Regions from separate parts of the Mus musculus genome. Here all the other regions are linked to region 5. Evidence: chromatin contacts called from public Hi-C, HiChIP or PLAC-seq, Micro-C and promoter capture Hi-C data. All regions are on one chromosome and are shown on one strand. Each heading gives the region's core, a stretch centred on a gene start, on an enhancer-like site or on the middle of the called end of the contact. The rest is flanking DNA. Distances are from core to core; before and after follow the strand shown. Region 1 holds the start of Ascc1 (activating signal cointegrator 1 complex subunit 1). Region 2 holds the start of Eif4ebp2 (eukaryotic translation initiation factor 4E binding protein 2). Region 3 holds the start of Tysnd1 (trypsin domain containing 1). Region 4 holds the start of Ppa1 (pyrophosphatase (inorganic) 1). Region 5 holds the start of Slc29a3 (solute carrier family 29 (nucleoside transporters), member 3). Region 6 holds the start of Ddit4 (DNA-damage-inducible transcript 4). Region 7 holds the start of Dnajb12 (DnaJ heat shock protein family (Hsp40) member B12).

Region 1 (4,125 bases), core at 1,042-3,541, 750 kb after region 5:
GCCTCTGTCCAGGATGAAATCTATCTTGACACACGAACTGCAGCCAGGAACACCTCATCTGAGGTCAGCTTTATTAGACCCACTGAGCAGCAACAAAGCAAAGAATTACCCTTACAGTACAAAGAACATTTTCCCTCTTGTGGGACCTAAGAGACCCCCCAGGATTACCAGGATAGAAATCCTCGTCTTCTTCATGTTGGTACTGTTTCTCCTGGATGGGATTCTTTCTATAATTCCGTCCATCGAACGTTACAATCTGTGGGCGTAGAACATCCATGACAAATGACGTTCCAGGAAAGTCCTGAAAAAGAAAGTGCCCTTTTGTTTAATTTTTTTTTTTTTAATTAAACAATGAATACTTAGGTCACTAAGATGGCTCAACAGGTAAAGGCACTTGCTCCCAAGGCCGATGACCCACACGGCAGAAGGAAAAAGTTGACTCCTGCAGGTTGTCCTCTGGACTACACATGCAGCCAGGTAGCAAACGCACAGACAAAATATGGAAATAAACAAACAAATGTAATAAAAAATTAAGTTAAAAGAAACTCCATTATGTAGGCAAGTAGCATAGACTAAATAAATAAATGTAATAAAATTTTAAATTTAAAAAATTCTGCTAGCCGGGCGTGGTGGCGCACGCCTTTAATCCCAGCACTCTGGAGGCAGAGGCAGGTGGATTTCTGAGTTCGAGGCCAGCCTGGTCTGCAGAGTGAGTTCCAGGACAACCAGGGCTATACAGAGAAACCCTGTCTCAAAAAAACCAAAAAACAACAAAAACAAAAAACAAACAAAAAACAAAAAAACAAAAAAAAATTCTGCTGTGTAGGCAGGTAACATATGCACAGACTACATTCGTAAATAAATAAATGTAATAAGAAATTTAAATTAAAAACTCCATTATGTAGGCCTCAACTGGGCAGTTCACAGCACATCCTAAGCAAAAATAGTGTCGCTTTCCATGAGCTCACCAGTGTAAGTTCTTGTATAGGTGTCTGATTAACCTATAGGGGGTGAGGTCTTGCTAGCCACCTAAGTATGAGCAGAGTGCTTCATTCACCCTATCCAGTATGATATTTTATCGTATCCAGTTTGATAACGCATTGAGGAACCATCGGTACAATACCCGCGGAAGAGAGGTAAGCCGTTTTAAAGATGCTAGAAATAAATACCTTCCAATCAGATTTATTTCCCTATCACAGTACAATTAAAATATGACTTACTAACACAGTTCTCGGACCAACACAGTACTGAGAAGGAACAGTTTCCCGAGGCCACTGCCTCCAGAACACAACAAACGGCTTCACGCTTGAATCAATAATTCGGAATTAAAGGCTCCTGATAAACTACCCCATGTTCCCATCCCAGATGGCTGCGGCTACAAGTTCACGTACTTAACAAGTTCCACCAAAGAAGGCCTAACAATCCCTTCCAAATGAATGCTTGACCCAACCCTCAGTCAAGTCGCTAATCCGCAGCCACCTGCAGGACGCAAGAAGAGGGTTCGTGCTTTGAGAAAACAGAAAATCAACGTTGGCAGGGGGATGCAATTATTAACAGTCTTGTGCCGCGCCACCCTGGTGTGCTACTCCTTTAGCATCCCTTCCCACTTCAAAAACCACGTTCTGTCGAAAAGGAGCCTTTACAAAGTGTGAGCACTGAGCACGAAGCCACAGTGGTACCTTTCCTGAGCAGCTCCAGGCAGAGACTGCGCAGAAGGAGGAGAGCGGACTAGCCCTGGGTCATGGGTGTTTGAAGAGGGAAAAGTGGATATGCTTTCGTGCAATTCTCACATAAAAAGCAAACGCTGAACATCCTACGCTAGAGAGGCGGAGCAGACAGCACCAACGCAAGAAAACCAAAACTGCGGGGGACTGGGGCGGGGAAGGGGGCGGGGCAGCCACAGCGACCCGGAAGTGTTCTCGGAAAGCTCGGTCTGGCCCAGCCGGGCTCCGCCCCCTCCACGCATGCGCGCTAGCACCGCCCTCTAGCCCTCACCGCCGCAGGGACAGGCGCAGCACCGCCATCAAACTCCCACAGCTCAGGCGGGCGCGCGCACGCCGCCGTCTACGTCGTGGCGAGCGAGGCCGCACGGCTTCGTCCAAGGGGCGGGGCTGTCAGTCAAAGTGCACAAGCTGCTGAGGTAAGTGGCCGAGAACCTTCCAGACCTGATTCCCCCCTACGCTCCTACCTGCCAGGACTAACTGGGAGCGTAGGAAGAGACCCTGGAGGCTCGCCCGCGCCGGCCGTATGCAAAGGCAGCGTCATCCGACTGAGCATGCGTGGGGCGGGTTGGCGCCTGCGCCGTGGGCCGGCCGCAAGCCTTCCCTTCCTCCCCGAGTTGTTGGGTAGGAAGCGTACCTGGGTGGAGTTGGAGTAGCCAGGATTAGGGTGCTGGCTCCTCCCCTCTCCCGCGAGCTTCTTCATCCCACCTAGAAAGAGCTACCGCAGCTAGGTGCTGCGGGTGGTGATCCGTCTGTCTAGGTGGGACACCTAGTGATTTTTGTTAGTAGAACCCAACGGGTGTCATAATTAGCCACCTCACTTGGATCCCGATCGACATAAGCATCTGGTTTGTTCTGGGCTTTATTTTAAAGGAGGATCTCTTTTTTTGTTTTGTTTTGTTTTAAGACTATAAGCGGAAAGTTTATGAGTGCGAGGTCGTCCCTGTCGTACACAAAGTAAGTATTTAACCACGCCAGCCATATTGTGCCCCACAAACTATCATTCCGCTTCTTAGGAGCGTTTCCTCTGCTTGGCAGCAGCCACAGCTTCCCTGATAGGGCCAAGTTCCAGATAATCATCATTCAACAAAAGTTCACTGAGTGCCTCGTTATGAGGATGGTAGTCTCCTGAGCGACAGGGTTGAATACTCCATGCAGAAAGAGTCATGACTGGAACTGTCTCGGTCCCCTGCAGCCTCTACTGAGCTGATTGCTTTTGTCCTCGGTTTGTTTGTTTGTTTGTTTTGGTTGGTTGGTTGGTTTTGTGGGGTTTTTTTTTTTTTTTTTTTTTTTGGTTTTTTTGGTTTGGTTTGGTTTTTTTTGGTTTTTCGAGACAGGGTTTCTCTGTACAGCCCTGGCTGTACTGGAACTCACGCTGTAGACCAGGCTGGCCTCGAACTCAGAAATCTGCCTGTCTCTGCCTCCCAAGTGCTGGGATTAAAGGCGTGGGCCACCTCCGCCCGGCTGACCTCGTATTTATAAATCATTCATCCAGGAGCCACTGTGACAAGGGTTTTTATAAGATGCCTCCAGGGTACAAAGGTAGTTTGTTTTCTCCTTCCAACGACATGGGATCCTTTTCAGTGCCTCACACTTGGGTAAGCAAACACTCTAGCCACCTCACAATACATCCCCAGGCCCAGGCTTGAAGCTGGTGTCTGCTGTCTTCCTCCTTAGCCTTTCATAGCTTCCCTGAACCCAGAACATTCCCATTCCCCATAACCTAGCTAACAACATTGCTATGGGGAATCGCTTATCTTCTGCCTCCCAAGGGCTGGGTTTACAGGCAGCTACCACACCTGTGAGGCTTGTAAGTGACTTGAAGGGCTCCCCAACCCCTCCAGTGAAAACACTTACTCCATGTAGCTCTCCCCAGCCCCACTGCAAGATTCTTTATAAGATCATGAGGTGAATGTGCTGACTGAGAGTGTAGCCCAGCGCTAGGATGTGTGAAGTGCGTAACATCACACTGCCTGCCTCCCGAGCAGACCCTTCCCTCCCGGGAGCTTTACACGTAAGTGAAAAGCTGGATTGTGCATAGGGAAAAGTGTATGTGCCAGTGCACACCTGTAATTCCAACACTCGGTAAGCCAAGCCAGCGGGATCTGGGATTGCGGGCCAGGCCGGGCTGATTTGCTTGTCTCGGCTGTACTTATTTAACCCTCATAACTCTTCCTCGGGGTAGGCTCCACTGTTACTGACTCCAGCTTACAGGTGAGGCATCTAAGGGACAGAAAAGGCAACTGATTTGTCCAGTCTCGCAGCAGGCAGCAAAGCCAGGGTACACACCTAGGCAGGCACTTCTTTACCATCAGTGCTTGTTTGAAGATTTACTTAATGTAGGCGGGCAGTGGTGGTGCACGCCTTTAGCCTTTAATCCCAGCACTTGGGAGGCAGAGGCAGG
Region 2 (4,008 bases), core at 66-2,565, 700 kb before region 5:
CCTTCCTCAGAGTCATTGATGGTTAAACCCTTAGTTCATCGTGTACGCATTGCTTTCCTTTAATAATGAGCAATTAAAATTATACTTCTTAAAATAACTTTGATTAGCTGGGTGTGGTGGTGCACGACTTTAATCCCAGCACTCAGGAGGCAGAAGCAGGTGGATTTCTGAGTTCGAGGCTAGCCTGGTCTACAAAGTGAGCTCCAGGACAGCCAGGATATACAGAGAAACCCTGTCTCGAAAAACCAACCAACGAAACAAACAAACAAACAAACAAACAAAAACTTTGATTACATTTATTTATTTATGGGCAGGCAGATGGGTGCTCATGGACTAGTGGAGAAGTCAGAGGATAACTTGGGAGAGTCGGTCTCCCCTTTCACCTTGTGGCTTCTGGGTGGTGGAACTCAGGTCTGCAGGCTTGGTGACAAATGCCTTTCTTTACCTGCTGAGCCATCTTGTGGGCTCCCAGAGTTATAATTTTTTAAAAAGATTTATTTATTTATTTTATGTATATGAGTACGCTGTAGCTGTCTTCAGACACATCAGAAGAGGGCATCGGATCCCATTACAGATAGTTGTGAGCCACCATGTGGTTGCTGATTTGAACTCAGGATCTCTAGAAGACAGTGCTCTTAACCACTGAGCCATCCCTCCAGCCCGAGTTATACTTTTAATGGTTAGATATAGATGGGAATATGAAGTAAGCCCTAAGAAAGTACTGTTAGTCCACACTTACACACCACAAACAATTACACACACACACACACACACACACACACACACACACACACACACACACACACACACACACACACACACACACACACACACACACACACACACACACACACACACACACACACACACACACACACACACACACACACACACACACCCCGCTTCCCCCCCCTCCCGCGTGCCTTAATCACCTACACTCAGCTTCACTGGGAGTCTATTATGTTCCTCTGAACTCAGCCCCGCCCCTCAAAGTCCCGCCCACCCTAAGGCTCCACCCTTCAACACTTCCTTTTTCCCGGATTTCCGGGTTCACCCTCTGCCTCTAGCCTTCGGCTGCCTCAGTCACGCCCCCAGCTACCCGCCCACTCGCCTCAGACACGCCCTCCAACGTCACGTCCGGCTTCCATATTGTCCCTCCCTCTACTACCCCTTGCTCCCGCCTTCGACCGCTTCCGGTAGTCATCGTTGCCGCTGCTGCCGCTGCTGCTCCTGCTGCTGCTGAGGCTGCAGGCGGAGGCCGGAGGACCGGGCGGCGGCGGCGGCGGCGGCAGCGGGAGCGGTATCGCAGCGGGACGACCGGGCGAGAGCAGGCGAGTTGAGAGCCGAGCGTGAGGAGCCAGAGCCGCCCGGCCCCGCCGCCGCCGCCGCCGCCGCCGCCGCCGCTGCTGCACAAAGCCTCGAGCCCGCGTCGGAGCCATGTCCGCGTCGGCCGGTGGTAGCCACCAGCCCAGCCAGAGCCGCGCCATCCCCACGCGCACCGTGGCTATCAGCGACGCCGCGCAGCTACCTCAGGACTACTGCACCACGCCCGGGGGGACGCTGTTCTCCACAACGCCGGGAGGTGAGCCGCGCCCGGCCTGCCCGCCATCACGGCTGGCGCGTGGCACTGCATGCTCGACCAACAGCTTCCTCCCCGCTGCCCGTACGGTGTGCTGCAGACCGTGCATTCTGCGCAGCGGGGCTTGCCTCTGGAGCTGTCCTACGGGCTTTGGGGAGAGGGAAGTCGGGGAGACGGACCTGGCGCGGAAGCCTAAGATGACTGGTCTGGCTGCGCCGAGAGTTCCGAGACGAGGCTGGCATGCACTCTGCATGCCTCGCCCAGTGTTAGCCTCCTTTGACAGCATTGTTTACTTTGTTAGAGGAGTCATCAAAGGTTGGGGGAGCCCCAGCTCCCACAAGTGGGACGTGTAAAATAGCTCCTTTGGTATCCAAGAAGTTGTTGGCTTTGGTAGAGGCGCTGTCAGGTTTCAGATCAGGGCTTTCGAAGAGCGGTTTTAAAGGTGCTTTGTCAAACAGCACACACTAGTCGGGTTAGGTTGCTTGATCCTAGGGAAAGGGCTTGTAGAAAAAAGCGATGCAAAGGGAGGTTCCTGAAGTTGCTTTTCAAAAGATGGCCGGGATCCGTTTACTATCACTGGAGAAGAGGTAAATAAAGTATGTTGAATTGGTCACGAGAGGAGGAAGCGCAAAGGTTGTTTGTCTCTTTTCTGGGCTGTTCTCTAAGAGGGAGGAGCCTGGAAGGGGTTCTTCCGGTGCCTTCATGAAGGGAACTGGCTTTCTGTCCCTAATCTCAGAACTTTGCCTTCTTTTGGTGACCCCGGGGGCTGGGCTTCAGCTAGAGGGTGAAGATTTGGTTAGCAGCCCTTACAGTCTATAGATCGCTGATCATGAGACAGGACTCCTAACCAATCACTTAAAAGTGGGCCTGGCCATCCTGGAATCTTGTGCAATTGGAAGGCACAGAGTAAGGGGACCTTGCCAACACCAAGAGACAGCAGTCCAGAAGGCTGTGTGTGGTAGTTAGGGCTGTGACCCTACTACTCCAGAAAGACGGGGTAGGAGAATGGCAGTTTAAGGCTAGCCCTGGCAATATAATGAGTTCCAAGGCCAGGCAGTGGTGGCACACACCTTTAATCCCAGCACTTGGGAGGCAGAGGCAGGCGGATTTGGAGTTCAGCCTGGTCTACAGAGGAGTTTCAGGACAGCCAGGGCTATACTGAGAAACCCTGTCTCAAAAAAAAAAAAAAAAAAAAAAAAAGAGTTCCAAGACAGCCTGTGCTACAGTGTCACACCCTGTCTCAAAAAAACAAACAAAAAAACCAACCAAACAAGGAAGGGGGCAAAAAAAAAAAAAAAAAAAAAAAATCAAAGCAAACATCTAGGAGAAAAGTTGGCAGAGGATCCAGCCAGGCCGGTCCAGAAAAGGGATGGCAGAAAGGCATAAATGTCCGGAAAGACCTTCCAAATGACCCAGGCAGGAGGGAAGCTGCACTCCTTAGAGAGAGCCAGGTTTAAGGAAAGACAGTGGAGATCTGGTGAGAGGGTAGTGGTTTAAGTTGCTGAAGACAGCTTTGTTTATTTTTGTTTTTCAAGATGGTTTCTCTGTGTATCCCTGGCTGTCCTGAAACTCACTCTCTAGACCAGGCTGGCCTTGAACTCAGAAATCTGCCTGCCTCTGCCTCCCGAGTGCTGGGATTAAAGGCGTGAGCCACCACTGCCTGGCTGAAGACAGCTTCCTTATATGGTCTTTTCCTTCTCTCTTCCTTTCCTCTTGCTTTTCTTGAAACAGTTTTTTTTTCTCCATATGGTCCACACTACCTTGGACCCAAACCCATGATCTTGGACTATTAGCCTTGCCAGTGCTGGGATTTATTGGTGTGTGTTATCTGGTGTAACAAAAGTCGGGAAAGCTCTTAGTCAGCCCTGGATGGAATTGTCTCCACTTGAACAGATAACTTTTAGGAAACAGATTAGTGGCCAGCACTGGTCAGGCAGAGGCAGGATGATCTCTGGGAGTTGAAGGCTGGCCCATTGTACAAAGTGAGCTCCAGGGGCCCAGGACAGCCAAGGCGACATAGTAAGAGCATGTCTGTCCATCTGTCTGTCTCTCTCTCTATATATATACATACATACACACACACACACACACACACACACACATTTCTAAGGTGATCTGTAATTAACTCCAGAGGTCTTTGTGATATTGATGAGTAAAATGCCCATGCTTCTAGCAGCTCAGAGCACACATGACAGTAACAGGTGCATTTAGCCCTGCCCTACTTGGGGAAGAAGCAATTTTTTTTTTTAAGATTTATTTTATTTTTATTATATGTAAGTACACTGTAGCTGTTTTCAGACACTCCAGAAGAGGGAGTCATATCTCATTATGGATGGTTGTGGACCACCATGTGGTTGCTGGGATTTGAACTTCGGACCTTTGGAAGAGCAGTCAGGTGCTCTTAACCACTGAGCCATCTCACCAGCCCC
Region 3 (3,910 bases), core at 1,310-3,809, 940 kb before region 5:
GAGAGAGAATGAATGAGTGTGCTATGGACTGAAGTCAGAATACAGGTACAGGTATCAACCTTGAAATCTACACTTAACCAGATGTGCTTTCCCAACACATCACACATCTATACAAAGCTGTGTATGCCTGACCATAACCAGGTGAGTGCTGTGACCAGGCCTTGCTGATGCTTGGACAGTCTCAATTCTTCCCCTTAAACTACAACCAAGGCCCTGGGAGTATCCCCTTTAGATGGTGCAGCTGAGGCTCAGAGAGGCCAAGCAACCTTCCTAAAGGTCACAGAGCAAACAGTGAGGAGCCAGGCCAAGCCTAACACAACTCTGGACTCCTGGGCAGGCACGAGGGGAAGAGGCTTCTTTTTGGAGACAGGGTCCCTCTCCATAGCCCTAGCTGTCCAGGAACTCACTATGTGGACCAGACACGGGGGCACCCGACTACCTACTCTGCAGGGGAGCTGCCTCCAGAAAAACCTAGTGATGTCCTTAAGATCAGCCATCGAAGGGAGAGGGAGAAGTTGGGGGCACACCATAGGCAATCCTCCTTGTCTCTAGGAAACTATAGATGTTCAGTTGCCTGCCCATGGGGGCCCTGGCAGAGCTGAGCTTCACTGGCATACAGGGCTAACCTCAGAAGTTCAGAAAGGCCTGGGCTGACAGGCAAGGGACAAGCTTAAATAAAGCCAAGGTCCTAAGTTAAGTATCTGGGGCTACAGAGGACACAGAACCATAGACAACCATGCCAGAAAGCCAGGGCCACTGGCCTACTGCCAGGGCAAAAAAAGGAGAGCAAAGGTGTCTCTCCACAGAGGAAGTAAGTTGACTGTCTAAAGTTCCTTTCCTACCTACACTCTGGGGTCACTCACATCCATCCGCATGGGTCCAAGCCCTATGCTCTCATTAGGACAACCTTGCTTCATCTTCAGGTGGCAAGGCAGTCCTGGTGAGGCTCTAAGGGAGCCCTCACTAGGTATGCCACATCAATCATTACCTCAGGGCTTTCGTTTATCACTTACAGGGTTGAAGTTCTTAGGGTCAGCCTTCTATGGTCAAAGGGCTTTCACAGGGCCTAAACTGCAAAGCCAAGAGACAGAAAAGCTGCCCAAAGAGTTTCATGCTAGCTAAAGGGCTCAAAGTCACCCAGTCCTACCTGCTGCTGCCCATAGTCCCACGGGTCCCCGCGCTAAGAGTCGCTTGTGCCTGGCAGTTTGCTCAAGCTTCGCTGGGCCCTATCAAGAGGCCCAGATCCCCTCACTGGAGTCCTGGTTGTCAAATATGAACTGAGGTCTCTAACACTGGGGGCCTGGTGAGGGCGGGCAGTCCTGAGTCTTACTTGGGTGTAGCGGAGTGTACCAACACCCTGGCTGCTTCCCGGGGTGCCACATGGCGACAGGTGACCACCAGGCGAGGCGCCACGACCACTCCGGAGCCCCACACGGTACCACACTCCACCAGCACCGCCGCGGCCGCCCACGGGGGTCCGAGATCGCGCAGAGGCAGGCCCCGTGGCGTGCTCACATCGGGTGGCGGCAGCAGCACAGACAGGGAAGCGGAGCCGGGGTGCAGACGGGCGAGCGCCCAGCGGGCAACCTGAAGCAGCGGGGCGGCGGCGCACAGCAGCGTGAGGCCCACCCACTCGCGGGCCTTCCAGCAGAGCGGCGCGGCCACCAGAGCCACCAGCGCACCCGCAGGTCGAGCGGCGAACACTCCGCCGCCTTCCGTGCCCGGCAGGCAGCGCGCGTCGGTGAGCAGCAGCGGCCCGGCCGCGTTGCTGAGCACGCCGCGGCTCAGCGTGTTGAGGAAGATGTCCGGGCAGAAGGCACCGAACGGAGAGCCACAAGCCAACAGCGGTGCGCCCTTGACCACGGCCCCGAGCGGTGCCACGGTCACCACCGGTCCGCGCCTCTCCTCCGCCGCCGCGCCCCGCTGCACCCGCAGCAGGGCGAACCAGCCGAGCGCGCGCAGCTGGTCCTCCTCTTCCTCCTCCGAAACCGCATCGTCGGGCGCCGAGCTTACGAAGTGCCATTGATCGACCGCATCGGCCCCGAAGAGCCGAGCGAAATGCGAGCGGAAGGCCGGGCAGCTGAGCAGCAACAGCAGCTGCGCTGGTCGCGGGGGCTGCAGAGGCCGCGCGCGGGCCCGGCTCGGGGCGCCGGGTTCGAGGCCCAGGCTTGCGCACTGAGGCGTGCACAGCCCCGGGAGTTCCTGATCCGCGCGACCGGCAGGGCTGGCAGCCGTGGGTCCCCACTGCACGTGGAGACGTAGGTCATCGCTGCAACTGTCGCCCGGCAGGAAGGCGGTGCCCGTCTGGGTCAGCGCCGCGCTGCCCGTCCGCAGGAAGGGGGTAAAGATGCCTCCGTGGCACAGCACTAGGCCTGGGTTACGGCTCAGAATCACCCCGCTGCAGCTCCACGAGCCCGCGTCAGGCTGTCCGGCCCGCGAGGCGCTCACCACGCAGCCCGCCTGCTCCGCCACTCTCATAGAGGGTCCCCATTGCCGCCCCATGGCTTCCCCAAGACGTCGCACAACGGCTGTCACCACAGGGCGACTGGCGCAAACTCTGACTCAGGCCTCCTTGCCGAGCCCGATTGGCTAAACCTCAAGCGACCGCTCTTATTGGTTGGGCACAGCGCCGAGTCCTGATTGGCTATTGATGCTACTCCTCGTTTGCTAATCCTCCTTTCCCCGCCCTCTTAATTTAGCCAGCCTAGGAATCCTTGGGTTTGGGGTGGCGGGGTGGAGGGGCGGGGGAAGAGGTGAAAAGAAACCTCCTGAGACACAGACGTGAAGCGTCACAGGGAAACCGACAAGGGCGACACTCCCCAGTCGAATCTCGTACTTGACCGGCATCTAACTGTACCCTACAGCCACTGCACGGATGTAAGCAACCTCCGTCTCTTGACAGTGGAACAATATGGGCCAAGGGAACCCTTGGTTGATTCAGTACGTACATTCATACATACATGTGTTTATTCTGGATTTTCGAGATAGGGTTTCTCTGCTTGGTGCAGGAACTCGAGCTGCAGACTAGGATGGCCTCGAACTCGGGATCTACCAGTTTCTACCTCCCAAGCCACCAAACCCCGATCTACTTAAAAAATTTTGTAAATCCTACAACAATCCACTAGGGGGCATGCGACTCACAAAATTGCTCCTAGGACAGTTACTAAAATTCCTAAATACATAAATTGTTTTGAAAGTGGCACAGGGTGCCACTTTTTGGCCCACACTGGCATCGAACTTCGGCAGTTCTTCTGCCTACATCCTCCCTAGAGTCCAGGGATTACAGTTTTACTTTACCCATGGGTTATTTAACCATGTATTATACAACCTTTCACACGACATGTCTAACCACCACTCCGGATTTATGTTAGGTCAGGGCAAATACTTTGAAAGTACAGACTGAACTAGTTCAGGTTTTGTGGGCTATAAAATCATCACTTCCAAATATTCAGCATATAACCCAGTCTCGTAATTCGAATTTCATAACAGCTCATCTCCTCCACCATTTACAAGTGTAAAAATCAAGACTGGAGAGGAGGGCTCAGCACTTAAGAGCTCTAAGCACTTACAGCTCTAAGCATGGACCTTAGTTTGGTTCCCAGCACCCACATGGTACCTTACAGTTGCTTGTAATTATAATTCCAGGATATTCAATACTCTCGTCTGGCATCTGCTGTCCCCTGAACTCATGACTCAGGCAGGCAAACACGTACACATAAAATATAGTATTAAAAAGTTCCTCACTTTCCAAGGACAGGTGGGCATGAACAGGTATGTTTGGAGAGACTTCATGAATCTCTCTAAAGTATATTAATGGTTTTTGGTTTGGTTTGGCTTGGTTTTTCGAGACAGGGTTTCTCTGTGTAGCCCTGGCAGTCCTGGAAATCACTCTAGACCAGGCTGGCTCAGA
Region 4 (4,370 bases), core at 707-3,206, 900 kb before region 5:
ACCCGACTGCTCTTCCAAAGGTCCAGTGTTCAAGTCCCAGCAACCACATGGTGGCTCACAACCATCCGTAACAAGATCTGACGCCCTCTTCTGGTGTGTCTGAAGACAGCTACAGTGTACTTACATATAATAATAAATAAATAAATCTTTAAAAAAAAAAGTATTCAAGGTCATTCTTTGGCTATATAGTGAGTCTGAGGCCACCTTGGGCTACATATATAAGACCCTGCCTCAAAAAATAAGTAATATAAGCCAGGCATAGCCCACTGCAGGCCTTTAATAAAGGGTTTCTCTGTGTAGCCCTGGCTCTTCTAGAACTCACTCTGTAGACCAAGCTGGACTCAAACTCACAGGTCTGCTCGTATCTGCCTCGGGAATGCTGGGATTTTAAGTTTATTTTGTCTAGGGCTGTATGCATAGTTGTCCTCTGCTCAAACTGGACTTTTTTTATCTGTCTTAAAGAGATTGGAAAATGTAACATTATTTTAAATAATTATTTCTATTAAGAATGGATGCTGTCAGGTGTGATGCCTGAACCTATCTATATCCTAGTACTTGGGAGGTTGAAGCAGGAGATCTCAAGTTTAAAACCAAGCTGAGCTAAACGGGAAAACACTATGGCCTCACCCACCACCACCCTCAAAAAAAAAAAAAAAAAAAAAAAGTGGAAAAAATACTCAGAAATTTATCCTTTTTAAAAAGTGCAAAGAGCGAGAACTAGTTAAATTACATAGTGGTACTAAATTTAGTGTTTCTTAAGTTCCAGAGAGCCCATTTGATAGACTTCAGCCTAATCCAAAGTCAAGGAGTGGCTTTGCTCTCTACCCACAACCATCAAATACTTACCACCAATACATTAAATACATTAAAAGCAGTGTGTTTATTCTGCACATATAGCTTGAAGACAATTCCCAGTGACCCAAAGGGTCACTTTAAAGGACACTGAAAAACCTGAAGCCAACACTATTTCCATGGCGAAGTTTCTGCTAGGCACTCTCTGTTCATTCTTTCAGGAATGTCTGTTTGCCCTGTCCTGAGATTGCTGCCCATCCCTTCTAAATAAACACAAAGAGGTTACAAACTGGAAGGGCCTTTGCTAACAGCATCGCAAACCTCTGTTAGCACCATGAATGTATGTATATACCTACAAGCTAAGGGCTTCCAGGAGAAACCCAGGTAGCTTGCAAGCACCTATCAGGAAAAGGTGACACACGTGGAAGGCCGATCGACTCCGCCTTTCTGAGTGCAGGGCAGGGGTTGGATGCGGGGGTAACTAGTGGGTTCCGGCACCAGGGTTAAGAACCTGGCTGTTCTCCCACCAGGTCCTTAGCTAGACGTCACCTGTCTGTCTAGGGAGGCAAAGCTTTCGGTTTCCTAGAAGCACTCCCGGCCATCAGGGCTTCAGAGAAGCCTCACCACAATAAGGCTAGTGCCGGGAAGACCTGGGCCTCAGTTTCCCATCTCTTACAACACCGGGGAGGACTCGATCCTGTTCGGCACCGAATTAAGGTCTTGAGGAAATCTCTGTCCTCCAGCCGGCGATCCTGAGGACAATCCTCTTAGGCGGTCGGTATCACCTCCGGGCACCTTCTAAGGGTGACTCAGTGGTTTCCTTTCCCCATGTGGCCCAAGTTCGAATGTGTGGAGGGAGCGCTCGCGGTGGGCACTGGGATGGCGGCCCTCGCTGGTCCCGCCGCCCGCCAGAGGGAAGGGGACGCGTCCGCCCGCCCGCCCGCTCGTTCTGGAATGAATGGGCGACCCGGCCCTCGGCCTCACGCCACTCACTGAGGAAGACGCGGTACTCGAGGGTGAAGGGCGCGGCGCGCTCCTCGCTGCTGAAGCCGCTCATGGTGTCGGAGATGCACCGCCGCCGCCGCTGCACAGCCACACAACCACACAGCCCAGACCCGGAGCCGCTGTACGGAGGAGAAAGCCCGCGCCTGCGTACCACGAGCTGGCCCGCCGGTCGCCGGCGCCGTGCCTTTAATGCGTGGGGCTCGCCTTGTACCCTGCCCCGCCCCGCCCACCCGCGCAGGCGCACTCTGCGCGACGCGCCTCCTCACGCCCCGCCCCCGGTTCGCAACCTGGGCCACGTGGCAGGCGCCGGCTGCCCTCTGGAAGCGGACTGCGGGTTGGCGGCTCCGCTGGGACAGAACGCTGGTTACTCTCCTGAGGCTTGCGGGTCGCTCACCTTTGATTTCTCTCTCTCAGGTCCTGCAGAGCAGTTCCTTATCTCGGAAGGCCTTGATAAGCCACCTGTTCCCCAGGCAGTCTTGTCTTTTCTTGTTTGGGTTTCTCATAGATCTTCATCTGCCTCCCAGAAGCTGGGAGTGTGCTACCAGCCCCCCACCCCCGGCCCAGGGCCATCTTCATTAAAGTTGAGAGTTTGGCTGACTGGGCTCTGAAAACTATAGGCTGTGACTAATGTTTTCCCAAGTGGTAGGCAATGGACAAATTTGCTTTTACTAATCTCCCTGATTCAGTTTCTCATCTGAATTGTTGGGTGGGTTCTGCTTGGACCAGACTCAAGCTGATTACTCCTGAACTCCCCAGATACCGCAGATTTCTCTCCCCACTCCAGATCCACTGGGACTTGAAATTGAAGCTCTGGGAAGACCCAGGAGTGTGCACAGAACCCCTTGAGGACGTTTCTCAGGAGTAGCTTCTCGGAGCTTGTTTTCCTAGTTCTATTGCACCACCCATTGAAGTCCAGGCTGTATCCCTCAGAGTGTGCTGTGGACGTTGGGAACTTTCACAGTCCTATAAGGTTGTGTGTGTGTGTCTGTCTGTCTTTGTGTATCACAACTCTAATTATAAGCCACATATAGCGTCTCACACCTGTAGCCCCAGACCTCAGGACGCTGACTTTCTGAGACCAACCTGAGCTACGTAGTGAGTTCTGAGCCACCCCATGCTACAGTATGAGACTATCTTAAAAATAAGACAAATCTAACCCAGGAAATTATCCACATTTTTTTAAAAAGCAAATTTTAAATTATGATAGACAGAATATCTTTCTAAAATATTTCTTAACTATTTATCTCAAAGACAGTTTCCTTTCAACTATTTTCAAAACAATCTCTAATATATAAATGGAATGCATAAACCACGTATTAAGTGGAAGCCTAAGAAAGTTAATTTCTAAATTGGCACGGTGGTGTATACCTGTAGCTGCAGCACTTGAGAAGCAAAAGTAGGAAGATCATGAATTCAAGGTCATCCTTGGCCAGTCTGGACTACATGAGACTCCCGCCTCAAAAATAAATAAATAAATAAATAAATAAATAAATAAATAAATAAATAAATAAATGGTAACGATAAATCTAACATTAGTCCGTGTTCCTCCTTGTCCCTCCTTCCAGCTGCTCACTCTGCTGACACCCATTAATTTTTCAGAAGGCAACTCACTAACTTTTGAACACAACACCACAGTGTTTCAGAACATGAAGGCAATAAAAAAAAAAAAAGACAGAAAGAAAGATAGAGTAATAGCCTGGTTGGCAGTACAGTGTAGACATGAAAGCAGCAGGAATCTCTGTACAGTGAATAATAATAAGTAGATCTGGGAATATGTGAGAGGTTGCAGCTCTGACTGAGTCCCTTTGTCATCTTTTTGGTCTTTGAATAGACAGAAACAGTTTTCTTGGGAAAACCCTGATTCTCATCTTTGACTGAGTGGACAGAAGCGCCACACTGGTAATAAAAAGTAGCCACACGCACTTTCCCTCAGAGCCGGGAGAGGTGATAACGTCTCTCTGACCTCTGGACTCACACTCTATCTCTGATCCATTGAACATATTCAGAGAGCCAATCAGTCCCCTCTATAATAAAACGCCCAGCCCAGCCCCGTGCGGTTCAGATTTTTCCCTGGCTGGCAAGGGTAGTGAGCCCCACAGGCTTTGCTCTGCTCAGACACTTCCAGCACTTGGGAAACTGAAACAGGAGGATGACAAGTTCCAGGCCAGCCTTGGCTCTCTAGTAAGACCCTGTGCTGGAGGGGCCTGAGACATGTCACAAGGCAGCTTACAACCCTTCCGGGGAATCAATCTAGTGCTTGGTTATGGTTTCTGGGGTCACCAGTGTTAAGTCTCAAACAAATAGGCTGAGGTGCCTATTTAACATATCAAAGCTGACAATGGCCAGGTTCTCCCTGTATCCCTTAGGCCCTACCTTTAACAAAGTCCTCCTGGCTGGTATACACTCCACCCCCGATCTGGCTTCCTACCCAAAACTTCTCCAACCCAGACTTTCCCCAGCTGCCCCTCCTTCTATAATAACATTTTGTTACCCTTCTTCTTTGGGCCTCCAGGCTGCTATGTCTGGTTTCCCTCTGTCCCCCTCTCCTTCCCCCGCACCTCTCACACTTGGCT
Region 5 (4,065 bases), core at 118-2,617:
ACGGCTTGGAGCATGCTAGCTTCTGCTCTCCCACAGAGCCGAATTCCAGACCTCACGTGTTCCCCTTGCAGTTGAGGCTGGTATTTAGGCCATGTTTTGAGATTTACTCATTTCTCTGAGCCTCACCCACGTGTGTATGTGGGTATGCATGTCTGATGTGTGTGCATATGTACATGTGTGCATGGGTGCATGTATACATATATGTGAGTGTGTCTAAAAGTGTGCATGTGTATGTGTGTGAGTGGGCAAGTGTGTGTGTGTCTGTGTTACACATTATTAAAAGCCTGTTGTTTTTCTTCTGTGTTTGATATTAGGGATCCTTTGCCAACTAGGAACCATGATGGGTAGAGAAAATTCTATTTTTTCCCCCTTCACACTTATGAAAAGAAGCCTACTAAGCTTTGGCATCAGTAAGTCCCCAGCTGGTCTCTGGGACTGGCCCACACCAGCCTTGCTTGTGCCCACGTTTTCTCTGGTCTAGCGCAGGACATCAGCCAACTCCTACTCTGCCTCTTTCTTTTCCCCTCCTGTCCTTACCTCCTCTCCTCAGGTGATCTGTAAGGACAGCGCAGGCATGTATACTCCAACCCTAACGCCGCCAGGGTCTCAAGTAACCTGGGCTGACCACTATGTAGCTAAGGTGAGCCTAAACCCCAGAGCCTCCCAAGTGCGGGTGGTAGGTGACACCTACACGTCCCCTGCAGGGCAGCGGAGGAAGTCACCCCCCAGTGGTAAGGGATTGGGTAGAAAGGAAGCCCAAACTTCTGCCACTCTTGGGTGTTTCCTTAGGTTCCCCACTTTTCTCTCTCTCTCTCAAAAAGAAAACAAAAACAAAGCACATCGGTTCCGTAACCCCCACTCTGCACTCGGAGCTGTACAGGAGCCATCTTCAGCTCTCTCCTGAACTTTGATCTCAGAGTCTCCCAAAAGTTTCTCTTCTGCAGATGTGGCATCTGGATTGCCCCTCCAACACAAATCTGCTCACTCTGGCCTCGCTCACTGCCACCAAATAGCTTCAAGCTCTCTCTGCGGCTCTCCACCTAGGCTGGGAGGCCAAGTTCATCTTGCTGGTACATCCTGCTCTGGAAGTATTGAGGGGGAGCAGGGGGCTGTGGGGCACCCTAGGGAATGAGGCGGTGGATACCAATAGGGAGTCAGGCAGGACCTGTTCCAAAGCCACACTTTTTTCACTTTGCAATTGGACGCCTGCAGTTACTGCCGTAGGCCAGGAAGAGGCGCGCGTGGGGGCGGGGCCAGAGGGAGGAGTCGGCAAACCCGGAAGCGCTGAACGGGGCGTGGTGAGCTGAGAAAAGGAGGGCGGGGCTGGGAGGACAAGGGCGGAGCCCGGCCTGGCTGAGCTCTGGTCACAGTGGCCCAGCGCCTTGGACCTGGTGGAGGTAGCAGCGGCAGCGACAGTAAGTGCGGGTGCAGCGGCCCCCATGCTTGGCTGGGTCTTCCCTTCCCGAGGCTGAGCCTGGCCTCTCCTCCACACTCTTCTCTGGTCCCGCGTGTGGGGACAGGTCGGCCCGAAAGATCCAGAAGGCTTTGCGGGTCCGGATCGGATGCCACAGCTGCCTCTGCAGCGAGGACTTGTCTTAGCCTACTGCCAGGCTCGCTCTTGGACCCCAGCCTGTGTCCACAGGAGCCATCGTGGCACACGGGCTGGCCAGACATGTTCTCAGTCCCCAGACTCCTACCCTTTCCAGCTCTGACTGGTCCTTACCCCAGGACCCCAGTCAGAGGCAGGGACAGCTTGGCCCCGGGAGGTTCTCCGCCTCCTCTCCTTTCTTTGTCTTTCTCTATTCATCCAAAGCCACAGCTACCTTTTATAAAGAGTAATAAGGCGTTGCTCAGTCCACTGCACCGCCCGTGACCTGGTTAGAGAAGATCCCTGGCAACTTCAGATGCTTGGTCAAGGCTGAGTAGTCCTTGATGAATAGACACAGTAGCTGAGAAGGGACTTCAGACCTGTGTGGGTCTGGGTGACCCACACTGAGCCGCTGAGCCGTGCGCCCACCCTCCTAGCCTGAACTTCTGGAAATGGAACAGGTCCTTGCCAGTTCTCTGATGCTTCATGATTATCTTTCACACTAAAAAAGAAAATACGTGTACATATGTGTGCCTTTGTGTGGGTATGTGCAGTTCTTTCAGGTGCCCACAAAAGCTACAGGAGGGCATAGAATTCCCTGGAACAGGAGTTAAAAGTAGCTGAGCTACTTGACTAGGGTGCTGGGAACTGAACACGGGTCATTTGAAAGAACAGCAAGCGCTCTTCACTGCTGAAACATTTCTCTAGATTCTGTTTATATTTAAAAAACAAACAATAATTTAAAGCACGTTTGCATGGATGGCCCTGTCTAGGTCCTTGCATGGTCCTCTTTGGTCTTTGTGTGAATTAAGGCTGTAGAGGGGTCTGCTCAGCTTGCTAGGACACTGTAGAACCTCTGGCCTGCCTGAGCCAGGGCTCCGCTGCAATAGTCAGGGATCTGTTTATCCAGCAGTGCTGATGAGGGGCATTCCCCTTGTTTGTCTCTGCTCATAGCTTCTTGCTGCAGGAAGCCTTCAAGAGGGAGGGCTATGGGGACTTGGAACCAGCAGATGGAGTCACATTCCCAGATTATCCCTGGGGGTTGGGGGAGGGAGATGAGGTTAGGGAAACCCCCCCCCCCCCCCAGGGCATCCAGACAGCGTGACTGTATCATCCATGCCCCTGTGACCTAGGCAAGTGGCTTGAACTTTCTGAGCCTCATATTCCTCCGGACCTAATACCCGGCTGTCATGGCTCACTCACTGGGTGTCGCTGGCACTCTGAAGTCCTGGAGTGGTTTCTTTGTGAAATAGGGTCTCACTTAGTCCAGGTTAGCCCTTAAACTCGATATGTAGCAGGGCTGACCTTGAATCCTGATCTTCCTGCCTTCACCTCCAGAGTGTTACTGGGTTGTAGATGTATGTGCACAGCCTGGCCTAACTTGATTGAACAGCAAGCACACATTGTTCAAATTCAAAAGGCATAAAAAAAAAAAGACTTAACAAGGATGCTCCCTCCCTGTCCCAGTCTCCCTTGAAAACACCCACTGTTGGAAGACCTCTGTGTACCTTCCAAGGTATGCTTGTTCCCACCCAGGTTCCAATTTCTATGTAAATGCATTTAGCCCAGGCTTGTCCTTCTGCACTGCTTGCCTTAGTCTACACCTGCAATGGTGTTCACACTGCCTAATGTGTTGGCTGTGTTGCCCTTACATAGTTGGAATGACCTTGGAAGTCACTACAGTTATCATAGCCTGTTCTTCTAGTTTGATTTTTGTTTTTCTTCTTGCTCCCAAGACTGGAAGCTCTCCAGCCAGGCTTTGGGGACAGGGTAGACCCAGCATGGACGAGAGATGTCTTCTAGGATGCATCAGTCCCCAGCCTCCATGCTCGCTCGCTCATTCACCTGCTCTGTGTCTCTCTCTCTGCCCACACAGTGGCCTTTGCCTCTGAGGACAATGTATACCACAGCTCCAATGCTGTCTACAGAGCCCCGAGTAACCATCAAGAAGCTGACCAGGAAGCCCTGCTGGGGAAACTACTAGACTACCCAGCCCCGGGCCTGCAGAGGCCAGAGGATCGCTTCAATGGTGCCTACATCATCTTCTTCTGCCTGGGAATTGGGGGCCTACTGCCCTGGAACTTCTTTGTCACTGCTAAGGAGTACTGGGCATATAAACTCCGAAACTGCTCCAGCCCAGCGTCCGGGGAGGACCCTGAGGACATGGACATCCTGGTAAGGGCTGTTTCCCTCACAGGGGAGAGGGGAGCAGGCAGTCCAGAGCCAGGCCATCCTTGGGGTACTTGAGGGAGGCCATTTGCATGCTGAGAATCTGTGTGTTGATGCAGAGTTTATGTGCGCACAATAATCCACTGGGTCCTAGAGCTCCATTGTGTGGTACCCAGGCTCTGTCTCATGCCTCCTAAGGCTGGTGGGATGGAGATGGGCAGACCCAGTCCATACTTTAGATTGCCTGCTGTTGTCCATGGGAGGAGGGTGGGCATGATGGTTCTCTACACTGTGTGTGGTGGTACATG
Region 6 (4,034 bases), core at 1,127-3,626, 800 kb after region 5:
CAGCACTCGGGAGGCAGAGGCAGGCAGATTTCTGAGTTCAAGGCCAGCCTGGTCTACAGAGTGAGTTCCAGGACAGCCAGGGCTACACAGAGAAACCCTGTCTGGAAAAACAAAAACAAAAAACTCAGACCCATGTCCTTAGTCTATGTAAACAGGCTCAGCCTGGTTGAAGGAATGGGTGCCCTGCTGGTCAGCTGATTTTCTTTTTCTCCTTTCTCCCCTGCAGCAGCAGGAAGATTCACTCACGCAGGGCCCCAGCCCTCTCCACCTCTGTGAAAGGCATTGCAGGATGATGTCACCTGCTCTCGCGGAAGCATTTCATCTTACCACCCTATCCGATGTCTCCTAGCAAGTGGCAAGTCTAAATGTCAGGAAAGAATGCTCTTAGGCCTGGGAACTCCAGGGGCAAGCAGTCCTCTATTTTGCAGCTGTCTTTAACTGTGTCTCCTAGTCTGAGCCTACCCCCACCTACCCCCACCGCACGCCCCTGCGGGGGAGGGGGGTGTGTCCATAAATGTGATTTTTTTTTTTTTTTTTTTTTTTGGTTTATTGAGACAGGGTTTCTCTGTGTAGCCCTGGCTGTCCTGGAACTCACTCTGTAGACCAGGCTGGCCTCGAACTCAGAAATCTGCCTGCCTCTGCTTCACAGGTGCTAGGATTAAAGGCGTGTGCCACCACTGCCCTGACCATGTGTCTCCCACCTGTAAAATGAGAGTACGTGTGGGAGAGCTTGGATTCCCATCCTTTTGCAGTTCTAAGACCTGGCTGTTCTAAAAGTCAGGCTTTTAATTTTAATTTTAAAAATATCGGTGGTAGGAGCTATGCTTCGTGACTCACTGTCATCCTGGAACTAGGAAGGCAAAGGCAGGAGAATCTCTGGGAGTTCCAGGCCAGCCAGCCGTGAAACTCCGTCCAAAAGATGAAATTGGGCAGTGGGGGTGGGGCTGGAAAGGACAGTGGCCTGACTTCCCTGGCAAGTGTCATGTGTCAAAGCAAACCTGCCCTGTAGCGATGTGATGCTTGCCTGTCTGATCTGGTTTGGTTCCTGCCCGCCGGGCCAGAGTGTCTGATGTAAGTTTGGTCTTTTCTTCCATCAGGGTCCCAGTGTCCTACATTAACAAACCTTTTTATAAAAAAAAAAAACAAAAAAAAAAACAAAAAAACAGGTCTAGTCCGACTGAATCTCCTCCTACCCTAAACAAATCGCTATCAGCCCTAGAGCATCGCTGCCAGGCTATATTTCCTGTTGCCTCGCCTGAATGATGAAACCCCATATGGCTCTTGCATTTGGACTTTTCCAAAGACCTCGGTCCTGGGTTCCATTGAATTGAATTCTCCTGCCACCCCACCCCCCACCCCCGATCCGCCGCTTTTCCCCCCCTTAACACAAAGCATGGGAGGGGTTCTAGGACCCGGCGGACGCCAGGGGCTCTGCCGCAGTGGGTTTGGGAGGCACTTGGCCCTGCAGTGTTCTGTCCCCCTAAGGCCTGCGGGTGGGTCACTGTGTCGGTTTGATGTGAGCCCTTGTTCCCTGGCCGTGGACCAGGCGCTAAGAATCGGAGTCCGTGAACTCTAACTCCTACCCAAACCCTCTGCTAGAGGACAATCTCGAATTGGCAAGCACTTGATGTCCTCCTGAACCTACACCCTGCTCCCCCGGGGCTGCAGAGTAACAGGAACACTGATGAGGGGACGTGGGAGCCGATGGCCCTGAGATGCCTTGTCTTTGGACCTATTACCAAAAGTGCATCGCGTGTCAGAAGCAAAGACAGCGTGGGACTGATGCTCATGGGACAACGGAGTAACGTCTGCCGCCGCGCCACGGTCCCATGGGGCATCCAGTTGTGCGCCCGGTAGTGTCCTTGGCCCTTGGGCTCCCAGAAGCTAGGGGTACCTTTCTCCCCTGCTCAAGCCGCACCAGGTCCCCCAACTCTTCTTTTCAGTGCAGTCACGGGCCGTCCCCTCCCCCAGCAACGCGCCCCTATAATAAACAAGTCTTTCCTTGATCCTCCCCTACCGCGAGCGCCCTCAGGGACCTTGGCAGCTGCTGAAAGCCGCCTCGGATCCCTTCCAGAAAGGGGGTGTGGCCGAAGCTAAGGCGAGGGGAGAGGGGTTCGGCCGGGAGCGTTCTGGGGCTCCGTGGGGGCGGGGCCAGGCCGCTGTCACCAGGCAGGAGAGAACGTTGCGAACGTGCGCCCGGTGCCTATTGGCTGAGGTGGGCCACACTCCCGGGTCTCGATTGGGCTGCGACCTGGAGGGGGCGTGGCCTCGCCGGGAGAGCCCTTATAGGCTGCTGCTCGCTGGTGCTAGGGATCGCAGCAGGCAGGGGGGAGGTGCGAGAGGGTTCGAAGGGACAGGTCCGGGCAGCGATCGGGGGTTGGCACCAGTTCGCTCACCCTTCGAGAGGCAGAGCGCTCTTGTCCGCAATCTTCGCTGACCGCGCTAGCTGGTGAGTGTCCCTCCCGGGTGTGCACATCTTGTCGGGGAGTGACCTCGGCTCTTGGGGCCTCAGAGCCCTCAATCCTGTGCAACGCCGACACTGACGCCAAATCCTTGTCCCTCTTGTCTTTCAGCGGCTTCTGTGCGCCTTCATTCGGACCTTAGCAGCCAGCGTCCTGGCGTCTGACCCCGCCATGCCTAGCCTCTGGGATCGTTTCTCGTCCTCCTCTTCCTCTTCGTCCTCGTCTCGAACTCCGGCCGCTGATCGGCCGCCGCGCTCCGCCTGGGGGTCTGCAGCCAGAGAAGAGGGCCTTGACCGCTGCGCGAGCCTGGAGAGCTCGGACTGCGAGTCCCTGGACAGCAGCAACAGTGGCTTCGGGCCGGAGGAAGGTGAGCACTCAGCCGGGGCCGAATTGGGTTCGGGGATGGGGGGTGGGAGGGGTCCCGGGAGGTGGGTACGAAGCGAGCTGAATCGGCTCAAAGCCACCTTGGCTTCCCACCCCAGCACGAAAAAACAGATTACTCTAGGGTTAGAAGACAAGACTGCGGGGCGGAAACTGAGGCACGGAGTGGAAAGGGACACTGTTTGCTTAGGCAAACTGCACCTCCCCCGCCCGTACAGCTCCTGTGGAAGGCGCTCTAATACAATACCCTTTCCCTGTGTTCTCTCTATCCAGACTCCTCATACCTGGATGGGGTGTCCCTGCCCGACTTTGAGCTGCTCAGTGACCCCGAGGATGAGCACCTGTGTGCCAACCTGATGCAGCTGCTGCAGGAGAGCCTGTCCCAGGCGCGATTGGGCTCGCGGCGCCCTGCGCGTTTGCTCATGCCGAGCCAGCTGGTGAGCCAGGTGGGCAAGGAACTCCTGCGCCTGGCATACAGTGAGCCGTGCGGCCTGCGGGGGGCACTGCTGGACGTGTGTGTGGAGCAAGGCAAGAGCTGCCATAGCGTGGCTCAGCTGGCCCTCGACCCCAGCCTGGTGCCCACCTTTCAGTTGACCCTGGTGCTGCGTCTGGACTCTCGCCTCTGGCCCAAGATCCAGGGGCTGTTAAGTTCTGCCAACTCTTCCTTGGTCCCTGGTTACAGCCAGTCCCTGACGCTAAGTACCGGCTTCAGAGTCATCAAGAAGAAACTCTACAGCTCCGAGCAGCTGCTCATTGAAGAGTGTTGAACTACATCCTGGGGTGGGGTGCGGGGAGGGTTTCTCACTGCCCCCCAAAGTGAAGACAAGGAATTTCTGTGGTGGAGACCCGCAGGCAAGGACTGAAGGACTGTCCCCTGTGTTAGAAAACTGACGATAGCCACCTGAGGGGCGCAGGGCCAGGTGGGGGAAGGAAGTGTTCTCCAGGAAGTCTCTAGGTTGTATGCAGGTGGCTCCCTGTTGGGGCACACGCCCCTCAGTACTGTAGCATGAAACAAAGGCTTAGGAGTCACACAGGCTTCTGGCTGGATGTGTATGTAGCATGTACCTTATTTTTTTTTATTACTGACAAGTTACAACAGCAGTTGTGGGCCAGAGCCAGAAGGGCAGCTGGTCTGCACTGGCCTCTGCCCCGGCTGGGGGTTGGGGGCTGGGGGGGAGGCAGGGGGAGGTG
Region 7 (3,902 bases), core at 1,127-3,626, 870 kb after region 5:
TGCTGTGCCACTCGGCATCAAGCAGTGAACAAAGAGATTCAACATCAGTTTACTTTTCTCTAGATAAAGATAAGGTCTTGCTAGGTAGCCCAGGTGACCTCAGACTTGAGGCAATCCTCTTGCCTCAGGAGTCACAGGCATGGATCACCCTACCTGCAACCATCTAACTCCTAGCTAAACATTCAGTGTAGACAGCCGTCTAAGATTTCCTGGGCCTAAACTAGCCTTACATCCTTGTCCGTTTAGGCGAGGTTGCTGTTAAGTTTAAGTGCATGAGGCATTTGTTTTTTTTATTTTTTTTAAAAAGATTTTTATTTATTATGTGTAAGTATATTGCAGCTGTCTTTAGACACCAGAAGAGGGTGTCATATCTCACTACGGATGGTTGTGAGCTACCATGTGGTTGCTGGGGTTTGAACTCAGGACCTCTGGAAGAGCAGTCAGTGTGCTCTTACCCGCTGAGCCATCTCACCAGCCCGGTATTTGTTTTATCCATCAGAGATATAACAAATATCCAAATCGTGGGCCTCTGAGATGACTCAGACAGCGAAGGTACTTACTGCCAAGACTGACTACCTGAGTTTGATAGACACAGCCGACTCCACCAAGTTATCCGCTCATGAGCATGAACACATGAATACACACACACACACACACAGAGCAAGCCCTGCAATGACATCCTATCTAGATTCCTGAACTAGCACAGGTGGCCTCTGCCATGCCCTAAAGCTCTATTTCATCAGCTTTCTTAACTGCTCCTGGGCTACCAGCAGTAATCAGAATTCTGACAGTCTGCACCCCGCCTGGTGCTATCCACTTATAAAAAGGGAATTATCCCATAGGGAAGCAGTTACCAGAGCAGATCGAAACTCTCTCCTAGCAGAGGCAAAGAGACCAAAGATCAACCTGCAGAGTCAGGAGGGAGGAAAGTTCAGGAACGCAGCTGCCTCTAAGGTCAGCACTCCAAACCTGGGCAGGGAAGGTGAGAGGCTGGCTGCTGCGTCTTCATTTCATTTTAATAAACACGTATGGAATCTCAGGGTTTTCCACTTTCTAGCTGTGTCACATCCTAAGACGCTTATCGATGAGTTAGTTCCTCATCTTGAGAAGATAGAAGGGTGGTGTTCTGTCTTCCTGACTTTACAGGATCAGGTGGCAAAACACACGAGAAAGAACTTTCTACACAGAAAAGCACTATGGGTATTCTTGTTTATATACATTATCTGTTCCAACTTCCTGAACTTCCAGATGGGGAAACCCAAGCTCACGATGAGATGTGGGTCTCTTAATTCTGAAAGTCTGCTACATGTCAGAGAGTTTACTAACTCCACAGAAACAAATCCTGTGTCTTTCTCCTTCCCAGCTGGTATTAAAATTTTCTTTGGTCACTTCGGTTACAAACGCAAAAATGAGGGGGAGGTTACCAGGTAAAGTGAGACGATTGGGTAGCGAAGACAAGATCACTATTCCCTCCCTGGGTTGGGAGGTCTCAGACCTAGGCTATTAGCTACCTGGAGCTCAGCAGCCGTAGCAGTCCATAAGACCCGCCACCCGGGCTTGCTGAGGAAGAAGGTGGGATAGGGTGGCTGACACTGGGATCTTCAACAATCCATCCACTCCGAAACACCGCTTTCAAGAGACTGCAGGAAGGACTGCGAGTTGGAATGTCTTATTTCGCTAAGGGTTCTCTGATTGGAGCGAATGAATTCCTTCCCTCTCTAGAACCCATTCTCCCTTAGAATAGTTATGTTTATTTTCCTGAACTATAATATTTCCCAGGCCGGCCAGTGGCCCTGAGCCACCGAACAGCCCTCTGGGAGAAGTAGTTCGCTTTCGCGTCCACAAGAGTCCTCTTCACCGGGTCTCCCAGCGCGTCTCCTTCCCAGAAACCTCACATTCCAGAGGCCTCCACAAGCACTGGGAAGGGGTTGGGAGCCGGGCCCTCGGGGGTCTCCAGGGGGCCAGCATCCTAGAGACCGCGGCACCGCTGGACTACGAATCCCAGCAGCACCCGCGCGCGCCAGTGCGCAGGCGTAGCCGCGCCTCGCCACCCCTCCCCCCTCCGCCAACTGCTCCCGTCGGTCCGTTCCCGTGGTCCCCCGATCCGTGCTAATGCCCCCTTCGGTCCCTGCGGCGCCTCCCACTCACCGCTGACTCGTGGCGTCGGGTAGAGCCGCTGCGCCTTCTCCAGGAAGCGCAGCGCCCGCTCGGGCTGGTTGCTTTGGATGGCCTTGAGGGCGATGCTGATACAGCGCTCGGCTTCATCCTTGTTGGATTCCATGGCGGAACCCGAGCACGGAACCAGGGAGGGGGAGGCCGGGCGAGCGAAGGGCTGCGCCAGCCGCCGGCGCGTCGCGGGGCAGGCCGGCGCGGAAGGATGACATAACCCTCCGCCCCTCCTTCCCGGGATTTGAGTGAGGGTTGAACCCGGGCGGAAGCCCTACCGTATGTCTCCTAAGAAAGGGGCGTTCGGTTCGGAGGCGCTAGAACGCGCGGGCGCTCTAGAGCGCAAATGCTGAAGTTGAGTGTGCGCGCACGTTCGGGTGGTAGCCTCTGCGTTCCAGTCCGACTATCTGTGAATCGTACAGATGTTTACCGATTGTCAGACGCTGCTGTCTGATGTGGCAGTGGTATCAAAACAAAACCGTGTCCTCACAGAGCTTTCGTGGGTGGGGAGAAGTCAAGTAAACGGAAACATTCAGATAGTGACACAGTCAAGGCAAATATCGAAAAGTAGAGGGATGGAAGGGAGGGCTACCATTTAAGATAGCTTAATATATCAGAAACTCATTTTACAGGCTCTGAACTCTAAAGAAACAGGAACATGTGATTGGAGGAAGGGTGGTTCGACTGGAGGAAATAACAGATGGAAAGGCTCCGCATAAGGATTTTCGTTGTGAGTTATTGCGGGGATTAAGGAGGAGTTTACAGGAGTCACTACAGAGTCACACCAGTCAGGATGCAGCTCAGCCTACCTCCCACTTAAGTGACAGCAACTTAGTGAAGGTTGCCAATGACTTCCACTAGGCTAAATCTCCTGGCTATTTCTTAGCCCTTGCACTATGGTCTTTCACAAGAAACTACAATAAACCAAATGAATGTTAAAGGGTGCAATGCGATGGTGGTGTAAGCCTTCAATCCCAGCCCTTGGGAAGCAGAAGGACTCTGAGTTCAAGGCCAACCTGGTCTACAAAGTGAGTTCCAGGACAGCCAAAGGTACAAAGAGAAACTCTGTCTCGAGAAACAGACACAAACAAAAGTTAAAGAGCAGCTGTTATAATCAAGTGAGACTCGGTGAATATATATTCATCGAGTTGCAGATACACACACATATACATATATATAAAGCATAAATATATAACATAAACATATAAAACATATAAACACACACACACACACACACACAACTAGAAAAGATCATCCGAGTGAGATAATCCACACTCAGAAAAACAAACATGGTATCTCACTTATAAGTAGATTATAGCCATAGATAGAGTACAGGATAACCATTCTACAATCCACAGACCCAAAGAAGCTAAGTAACAAAAAGAGCCCAGGAAAGGATGTTTGAATCTCACTGAGAAGAGGAAATGAAATAGTCACAGGGGTAGAGGGAGGGATGGAGCAGGGTTGGAAAGGAGGTGGGCAGGGGAAGAGGAGGGGTGAGTGTTGGGAGAACTGCCATGGAGACTTAGCTGGGTCGGAACTCCCTCTGAGAAGTTTGAATATTAGATGTTTGATATAGGGAGGATGTATTGGCGATGGGAATGGCAATCGGGATTGTGCAACCATACGGTGTAGGGAAGACGGAGGGAGGGCTGACGGTGGAGACCATGCTTAGAAGGTGTAAAACCCTGGCTTTAATTCCCCAGCAATGCCCCTTTCCACCAAGACAAAAATAA

What was found. Promoter capture Hi-C pulls out the DNA fragments that hold promoters and counts their contacts. A called contact is a pair of places that touch in the nucleus more often than the background predicts. HiChIP or PLAC-seq counts read pairs in DNA pulled down with a chosen protein or histone mark.
Region 1: a Hi-C map of B cells shows a contact between it and region 5, with 10 read pairs. The contact joins the promoter of Ascc1 here to the promoter of Slc29a3 in region 5. A contact is called at or near these places in 2 of 39 promoter capture datasets (the C10 cell line and pre-B cells), 2 of 484 Hi-C or Micro-C datasets (B cells and pre-B cells) and 2 of 115 datasets of contacts at active chromatin or transcription factors (memory CD8 T cells and microglia).
Region 2: a Hi-C map of CD4 T cells shows a contact between it and region 5, with 7 times the contacts expected there. The contact joins the promoter of Eif4ebp2 here to the promoter of Slc29a3 in region 5. A contact is called at or near these places in 2 of 39 promoter capture datasets (hippocampal neurons and liver) and 1 of 484 Hi-C or Micro-C datasets (CD4 T cells).
Region 3: a contact with region 5 is called in a Hi-C map of CD8 T cells, with 4 times the contacts expected there. The contact joins the promoter of Tysnd1 here to the promoter of Slc29a3 in region 5. A contact is called at or near these places in 2 of 39 promoter capture datasets (liver and pre-B cells), 2 of 484 Hi-C or Micro-C datasets (CD4 T cells and CD8 T cells), 2 of 115 datasets of contacts at active chromatin or transcription factors (memory CD8 T cells and pancreatic cancer cells) and 2 of 9 other capture datasets (adipose tissue and liver).
Region 4: an H3K4me3 HiChIP or PLAC-seq map of bone marrow-derived macrophages shows a contact between it and region 5, with 6 times the contacts expected there. The contact joins the promoter of Ppa1 here to the promoter of Slc29a3 in region 5. A contact is called at or near these places in 1 of 39 promoter capture datasets (pre-B cells) and 2 of 115 datasets of contacts at active chromatin or transcription factors (bone marrow-derived macrophages and thymic regulatory T cells).
Region 6: a contact with region 5 is called in a Micro-C map of embryonic stem cells, with 2.7 times the contacts expected there. The contact joins the promoter of Ddit4 here to the promoter of Slc29a3 in region 5. A contact is called at or near these places in 1 of 39 promoter capture datasets (pre-B cells), 1 of 484 Hi-C or Micro-C datasets (embryonic stem cells) and 1 of 115 datasets of contacts at active chromatin or transcription factors (large pre-B cells).
Region 7: a contact with region 5 is called in a promoter capture Hi-C map of pre-B cells, with 5 times the contacts expected there. The contact joins the promoter of Dnajb12 here to the promoter of Slc29a3 in region 5. A contact is called at or near these places in 2 of 39 promoter capture datasets (the C10 cell line and pre-B cells), 9 of 484 Hi-C or Micro-C datasets (B cells, CD4 T cells, CD8 T cells and 3 more), 3 of 115 datasets of contacts at active chromatin or transcription factors (bone marrow-derived macrophages, large pre-B cells and memory CD8 T cells) and 2 of 9 other capture datasets (embryonic stem cells and liver).

The regions. Positions count from the first base shown.
Region 1 is chr10:60,000,971-60,005,095 of GRCm38.p6, reverse strand. It overlaps Ascc1 (activating signal cointegrator 1 complex subunit 1), which reads right to left and starts at 2,291. Exons shown (of 11, transcript NM_026937.3): 1 at 2,189-2,291; 2 at 169-301. The coding sequence starts at 277. Anapc16 (anaphase promoting complex subunit 16) reads left to right here and starts at 1,961. Exons shown (of 4, transcript NM_025514.3): 1 at 1,961-2,140.
Region 2 is chr10:61,449,976-61,453,983 of GRCm38.p6, reverse strand. It overlaps Eif4ebp2 (eukaryotic translation initiation factor 4E binding protein 2), which reads left to right and starts at 1,315. Exons shown (of 3, transcript NM_010124.2): 1 at 1,315-1,582. The coding sequence starts at 1,438.
Region 3 is chr10:61,694,163-61,698,072 of GRCm38.p6, reverse strand. It overlaps Tysnd1 (trypsin domain containing 1), which reads right to left and starts at 2,559. Exons shown (of 4, transcript NM_027912.1): 1 at 1,331-2,559. The coding sequence starts at 2,502.
Region 4 is chr10:61,646,207-61,650,576 of GRCm38.p6, reverse strand. Ppa1 (pyrophosphatase (inorganic) 1) reads right to left here and starts at 1,956. Exons shown (of 11, transcript NM_026438.4): 1 at 1,786-1,956. The coding sequence starts at 1,849.
Region 5 is chr10:60,750,084-60,754,148 of GRCm38.p6, reverse strand. Slc29a3 (solute carrier family 29 (nucleoside transporters), member 3) reads left to right here and starts at 1,367. Exons shown (of 6, transcript NM_023596.3): 1 at 1,367-1,415; 2 at 3,465-3,763. The coding sequence starts at 1,415.
Region 6 is chr10:59,950,112-59,954,145 of GRCm38.p6, reverse strand. It overlaps Ddit4 (DNA-damage-inducible transcript 4), which reads left to right and starts at 2,376. Exons shown (of 3, transcript NM_029083.2): 1 at 2,376-2,449; 2 at 2,574-2,829; 3 at 3,117-4,034. The coding sequence starts at 2,634. The coding sequence ends at 3,610.
Region 7 is chr10:59,878,057-59,881,958 of GRCm38.p6, reverse strand. It overlaps Dnajb12 (DnaJ heat shock protein family (Hsp40) member B12), which reads right to left and starts at 2,376. Exons shown (of 9, transcript NM_019965.3): 1 at 2,149-2,376. The coding sequence starts at 2,281.